2 separate regions of the Mus musculus genome follow, and region 1 is linked to region 2. The links are chromatin contacts, called in public HiChIP or PLAC-seq maps. All regions are on one chromosome and are shown on one strand. Each heading gives the region's core, a stretch centred on a gene start, on an enhancer-like site or on the middle of the called end of the contact. The rest is flanking DNA. Distances are from core to core; before and after follow the strand shown.

What was found. HiChIP or PLAC-seq counts read pairs in DNA pulled down with a chosen protein or histone mark.
Region 1: an H3K27ac HiChIP or PLAC-seq map of extraembryonic endoderm stem cells shows a contact between it and region 2. The contact joins two enhancer-like sites. A contact is called at or near these places in 5 of 39 promoter capture datasets (HPC-7-derived erythroid cells, embryonic stem cells, liver and 1 more), 1 of 15 datasets of contacts at CTCF or cohesin (the NIH/3T3 cell line), 3 of 115 datasets of contacts at active chromatin or transcription factors (embryonic basal ganglia, extraembryonic endoderm stem cells and trophoblast stem cells) and 2 of 9 other capture datasets (embryonic stem cells and liver).

The regions. Positions count from the first base shown.
Region 1 is chr19:30,526,218-30,528,917 of GRCm38.p6, forward strand. No RefSeq gene overlaps it. Among named protein-coding and RNA genes, the nearest start is that of Dkk1, 22 kb to the right of the region's middle. Within about 2 kb of position 1,419, at least 5 of the 459 cell types and tissues checked have an H3K27ac peak or open chromatin away from gene starts, as enhancers often do. A contact at or near this core is called in extraembryonic endoderm stem cells, where this site is marked.
Region 2 is chr19:30,221,567-30,224,266 of GRCm38.p6, forward strand. No RefSeq gene overlaps it. Among named protein-coding and RNA genes, the nearest start is that of Mbl2, 10 kb to the right of the region's middle. Within about 2 kb of position 1,280, at least 20 of the 459 cell types and tissues checked have an H3K27ac peak or open chromatin away from gene starts, as enhancers often do. A contact at or near this core is called in extraembryonic endoderm stem cells, where this site is marked.

The DNA of each region.
Region 1 (2,700 bases), core at 169-2,668, 300 kb after region 2:
AGATAAATAAGGTTGTTTTTATTTGTCAAAGACATGACAACCAACTGCAATTTATGCTTTGGTATTAGGTCCAAAATTAAAGGCGAATAATAGGGACCTGTGTGGTGGGAGAGAGGCGAGGTGGTGGGCAGCTGTAGAAATGGAATATAGATTTCACATTAAGTGTTACTGTTGAGGTTAAGTTTATTACGCTTAATAATGTTAGTATGGCAATCTCAAAACACGTTCTCGTCCTTAGGAAATATCTGCTAAAATAACTTGGGAGTATTGCCCGATATCTGCAGCTTTGTTTGAAATGCTTTAAGCAAGTTCTACCTAGGAAACAGTGACGTAGCTCATGGTTGTAGTTTGAAGTTTGTTTGTAATTGAATTTATTGTACTGTTCTTTTAGTATTTTCAAAAATAAGAAAGACTATCTTAGTTGAAGTCAATACTTTCAAATAAACACATTTTGTAATCATCAATATATTGAAATTTGCTTAAAATATACATTCATAAAGCTTCAAGGGGAGAGATTAGCCTTTTAAGATTAACCATTTTAAGATCACTTAATATTTAGTAAGCATTTATTAAATACTTACTTTGTTCCAGAACTATCAGTACTTCATAAATAGGCTACTAGGGAGGTACCACTATTCTGAATGCAGTGATAAGATAAATGAAGATTAGAATTCAAGCAACTTGATAAGGGTCCAAAGCTAATCTTTTAGATTCCACTCCCGAATATACAATTCTTATCTACTTAATTCTATGAGAAGAGGAGGGCTAGTCAAAATTCAAAGCCTGAGTTCTGCACTTAGTTAGGCATTTGTGTCTACCTTTGTCCAGTGGTCTGATTTGAGAAAAGTCACATAAAGTGACCACAATTTGAATATCTGTGTGGCAATTATGCTATAGAGCCAAATCCATTGAAAACTCTTAGTACTGTAGCTGGCGTGGACACAGTCAATGCATCCTGGACAAGGTTCGGGTTCACTCTTTTTATATGTGCTTTCTCATTTTACCCTCACCCTGTCCCTCCCTCACACAGTTCCTCCTCCCAAAACCCTTCTCCTCTGAGAGGGTAGAATATTCCCCCTCACCCCACCCACCACCCCCTGCGTGCATATCAAGTCTCTGCTGGCCTAGGCGCATCCTTTCTCACTGAAGCCAGACTAAGTATCCCAGTTAAGGGAGCAGGTTACATAGACAGGCAGGCAACAGCTTTAGAGAGAGCCCTCCACTCCAGTTGTTGGGGAATCCACATAAAGACGGAGCTGCATATGTGTGGGGGTGGGGGTGGGGTGTCCTAGGTCCAGGCTGTGTATGCATTTTGGTTGGTGGTTCAATCTCTGAATGCCCCCAAGGGTCCAGGTGTGGAGTTCCTATCTGCTTCAGGCCCTCAATCCTTCAGGAAACTTCCCTAAGAGTCCCCAGCTCCATCCAATCAATGTTTGGCTGTGGGTCTCTGCATCTGTTTCAGTCAACTGCTGGGTGGAGCCTCTCAGAGGATTATGCAAGGCTTCTGTCCACAAGGATAACAGAGTTTTCTCATTCTTAAGTATTCAGTACTGCCAGGTAGATTCCTACAAATAACGCTGAGGACATCTTAAGTAGATCCAAGATCAAAACCAGGGTTTCTATAATAGCAGAGCAGGTGGCTAGTCTGCTGTCTTACCCTGAAGGGCTTTTCTAAGTTTATTAATCTAATAGGCTCCTTTAAGTTCTATCTTTTTATTCTTCAATTTTTCAAATGAGTAGATCAAATAGAACTAATTACAAATATACTTCACAGTTTTCCCTTTTGAATATAAAAAAAGTCATTGACAAAACCCCTGTTGGTTTTGATTCAAGATTGAATTTTCACAATAACGCAGGAATTAGGGTAAGATTTGTAAAGTGATGTTTATAGTGAGACTGAACTATTTTTTTTATGTCTTCCCCCTTCCCATTTTCCTCTCCGTAATCTCCTTGTCCCATCCCTCCCTCCCCCCTGCTTCTATGAAGGAGCTCCCCCACCCACCTTCCACCCCCTGCCTTGGGGCATCATGTCGCCACTGGACTAAGGGCCTCCTGTCCCTTTGATTCCAGATAAGGCTGTCCTCTGCTACATAAGTGCCTGGAGCCATGGGTCCCTGCAAGTGTACTCTTTGGTTGGTGGTTTAGTCCCTCGGAGCTCTGGCGGCTCTAGTTGGTTGATATTGTTATTCCTATAGACTACTTTTTAAAGCTTTTTAAAGAGCTACTTGTGACTTAAACTTTAAATTTAGAAATGCATAGTGTCATGAAGATATTTTTAACTTAGAAGTGTTTGAAGGCAACTTAGCAGCATTTATTTTATAAACAATAACAATGGCCATATAGAAACCCAATACCACCAAGGGAGAATGTGAAGGCTTATGGGAAAGTGACCTCAAAATACCACCCTGATAAGAATACAAATGAGGGGGAAACAATTTAAACAGATTTCTCAGTTGTAGGAAGTTCTCACGTGTTCTCCTTGGAGATCTTTGGACTATATGTTGGAAGAGGCAGGAAGATGAGGCGGCAGATGAGAGGTGGAAAGCTCTGTATCTGATCAATGCTTATAGAAGAATCATGTGAATGATACACCAAGGGAACTGGCTCTGCAAACAAAGGCGATCTGATCTGGGAGTAATGCAAAGTCCAAGGGGGTCAAAAGAGAGCAATAGAAACAGAACAGAACAACAGTGCCAATAG
Region 2 (2,700 bases), core at 30-2,529:
TGGTCCTTCTGGGCTTGGGCTACCTTAGTATAATAGCTTCCAAGTCTCTCAAGTTGTCTGCAAAACTCATGTTTTGTTTACAGCCAAGTAAGATTCCATTGCATCTGTGTGTCGCGTGCTCATTAACCATTCATCAGTTGGTGGACATCTAGGCTGGATCCTAGCTATTATGAGTAGAGCAGCAAGGAACTTGAATATGCAGATATTCTCATAGTAGGCATTTGCTCAGGCACAGTAGGTGTCCCTTTGTTCAGGCCTGGTGTAGCTGGGTTCTATGGTCATTCTAGTTTTAGCTTTCCAAGAAAACTCGACATTGATTTGCATAGTGATTACACTGGTTTGCGCTCCCACCAATGTTGAGAGTGTGAACACAACCACACTCTTACTAGTAATTGTTGTCATTTGTTTTCTCTATTATAGTCATTCTGACTGGGATGAATGGAATTACAAAATAGTTTTAATTTACATTTCCCGGGTAGCTAAGGATATTTGAACACTTTTGACAATATTTATTAGCTGTTTTTTTTTTTTAAATAATCATCCATTTGTTTATATTGCAGTGAATATCCCACTTCCTAGTTACCCCTCCACAAATCCCTTGTCCCACATCTGTCCTCTCCTACCTCCCTCCCCTTTGCCTCTATGAGGGTGCTCTCCCACCCACCCACACTCTCCTGCCCCACTGTTCAAGTATCCTCCTACACTGGGGCATCAGACCTCCACAGGACCAAGGGACTCCCCTCCCACTGATGTCAGACAAGGCCCTCATATGCAACATATTTATCTGGAGTCATGGATCCCTCCCTGTACACTCCTTAGTTGGTGGTTTAGTCTATGCGAGCACTGGGTGGTCCAGCCAGCCTCAGATCTTGTTCTTTCTATGGTGTTACCATCCCCTTCCACTCCTCCAGTGCTTCCTCCAGCTCCCTGAACAGGTTTCCTGAGCTCAGTCTGATGGTTGGTTCTAAACATCCACATTAGCTTTGGTCAGTTGCTGGCCAATCCTCCCAAGGAACAGCCACACCAGGTTCTGAAAGAAAATAAAAACTTGAGACCTGTGATTCCTGTAATGTATGTCAAATAGCCCAAAGAGTTGTTTGTGAGCTTTGAAACCTGGGGCTAAGAACATAGCAGAACAGGCCAGGACATGCCCGGGCAGGCCCGTCATTAAGACATTCCTGAGGCTGCTTCGACATAAAGATAAAGAGAGATAAAGAGAATGACACACACCTGGCCCAGCGCCTCCCTATCTCCTGCCCTTCTGACCTAAGTTAAATGTTAACAGGCTGATGATGTTTAAATGAACCAATCATGGGAAACCGTGCCAATTCCTCCCCCAGCCCCAGCCCCTTTTCTACAAAAACCCCTAGCTTCCAAGCCTCGTGGTCGAAACTGCTGTCTCCTGCGTGAGATACATTTCTACCCAGAGCTCCGCCATTAAACTACCTCATGTTTTTACATCAAGGCGTTCTGTTCTGTTCGTGATTCTTGGGTGCACGCCAAATTGGGAGTTGAGTGGGGATTTCCCCACTAGGTTCCTTTAGTTCCTGTCAGCAAGGACTTCTTGGCAAGGACGACAGTGTCGGGTTTGGAGTCTGCAGACATGAGGGGGGATCCCCAGGTGGGGCAGTCCCTGGATGGCCCTTCTTTCAGGCTCTACTCCTTTTTTTTTTTTTTTTGGTCCCTGTTCTTTCTTTGAACAGGAACATTTCTGGGTTAAAAACTTTGAGAAGGGTGAGTGGCCCCACCCCTTGACTGAGGGCTGTGTCTATCTACTGGAGGTGGTCTCTACAGGCTCTTTTTTTTTTTTTTTTCTTTCGAGACAGGGTTTTTCTGTATAGCCCTGGCTATCCAGGAACTCACTTTGTAGACCAGGCTGGCTTTGAACTCAGAAATCCGCCTGCCTCTGCCTCCCGAGTGCTGTGATTAAAGGCGTGCTCCACCATGCCAGGCGTCTCTACAGGTTCTATCTCTCCTTCTCTGCACGTTTTGGCTAAAGCCATCCCTGTCCTAGGAGCCTCTCATTTCCCTGGAGTCTGGGACCCTCCAGTGGCTATGCCCAGTTCCTCACCCCTACTGCTACATATTTTTATTTGATTTCCTGACCCTCTGTACCTGTCTCCTGTCCCTTCCAGTACCTGATCCTGCCCCTTCTTGTTTGCTCTCCCCCCAAACCTCCCAAGATCATCCTGTTCCCCTCTCAATGAAGGACTGAAGCATCCACACCCTGGTCTTCCCTTTCTCTTAAGGTCCATCTGGTCTGTGGGTTGCGTCATGTGCATGGTGAACTTTTGGGCAAATATCCACTTATCAGTGAGTACATACCATGTGTGTCTCAAACGGCTGAGAAACACTTAAAGGAATGTTCAACATCCTTAGTTATCAGGGAAATACAAATCAAAATGACCCTGAGATTTCACCTCACACCAATCAGAATGGCTAAGATCAAAAATGCAGGTGACAACACATGCTGGAGAGGATGTGGAGAAAGAGGAACACTCCGCCATTGCTGGTGGGACTGCAAGCTGGTACAACCACTCTGGAAGTCAATATGGCAGTTCCTGAGAAAATTGGAAATAGTTTTACCTGAAGACCTAGATATACTGATCCTGGGCATATATGCAAAAGATGCCACAACATATAACAAAGACACATGCTCCACTATGTTCATAGCAGCCTTATTTTTAATAGACAGAAGCT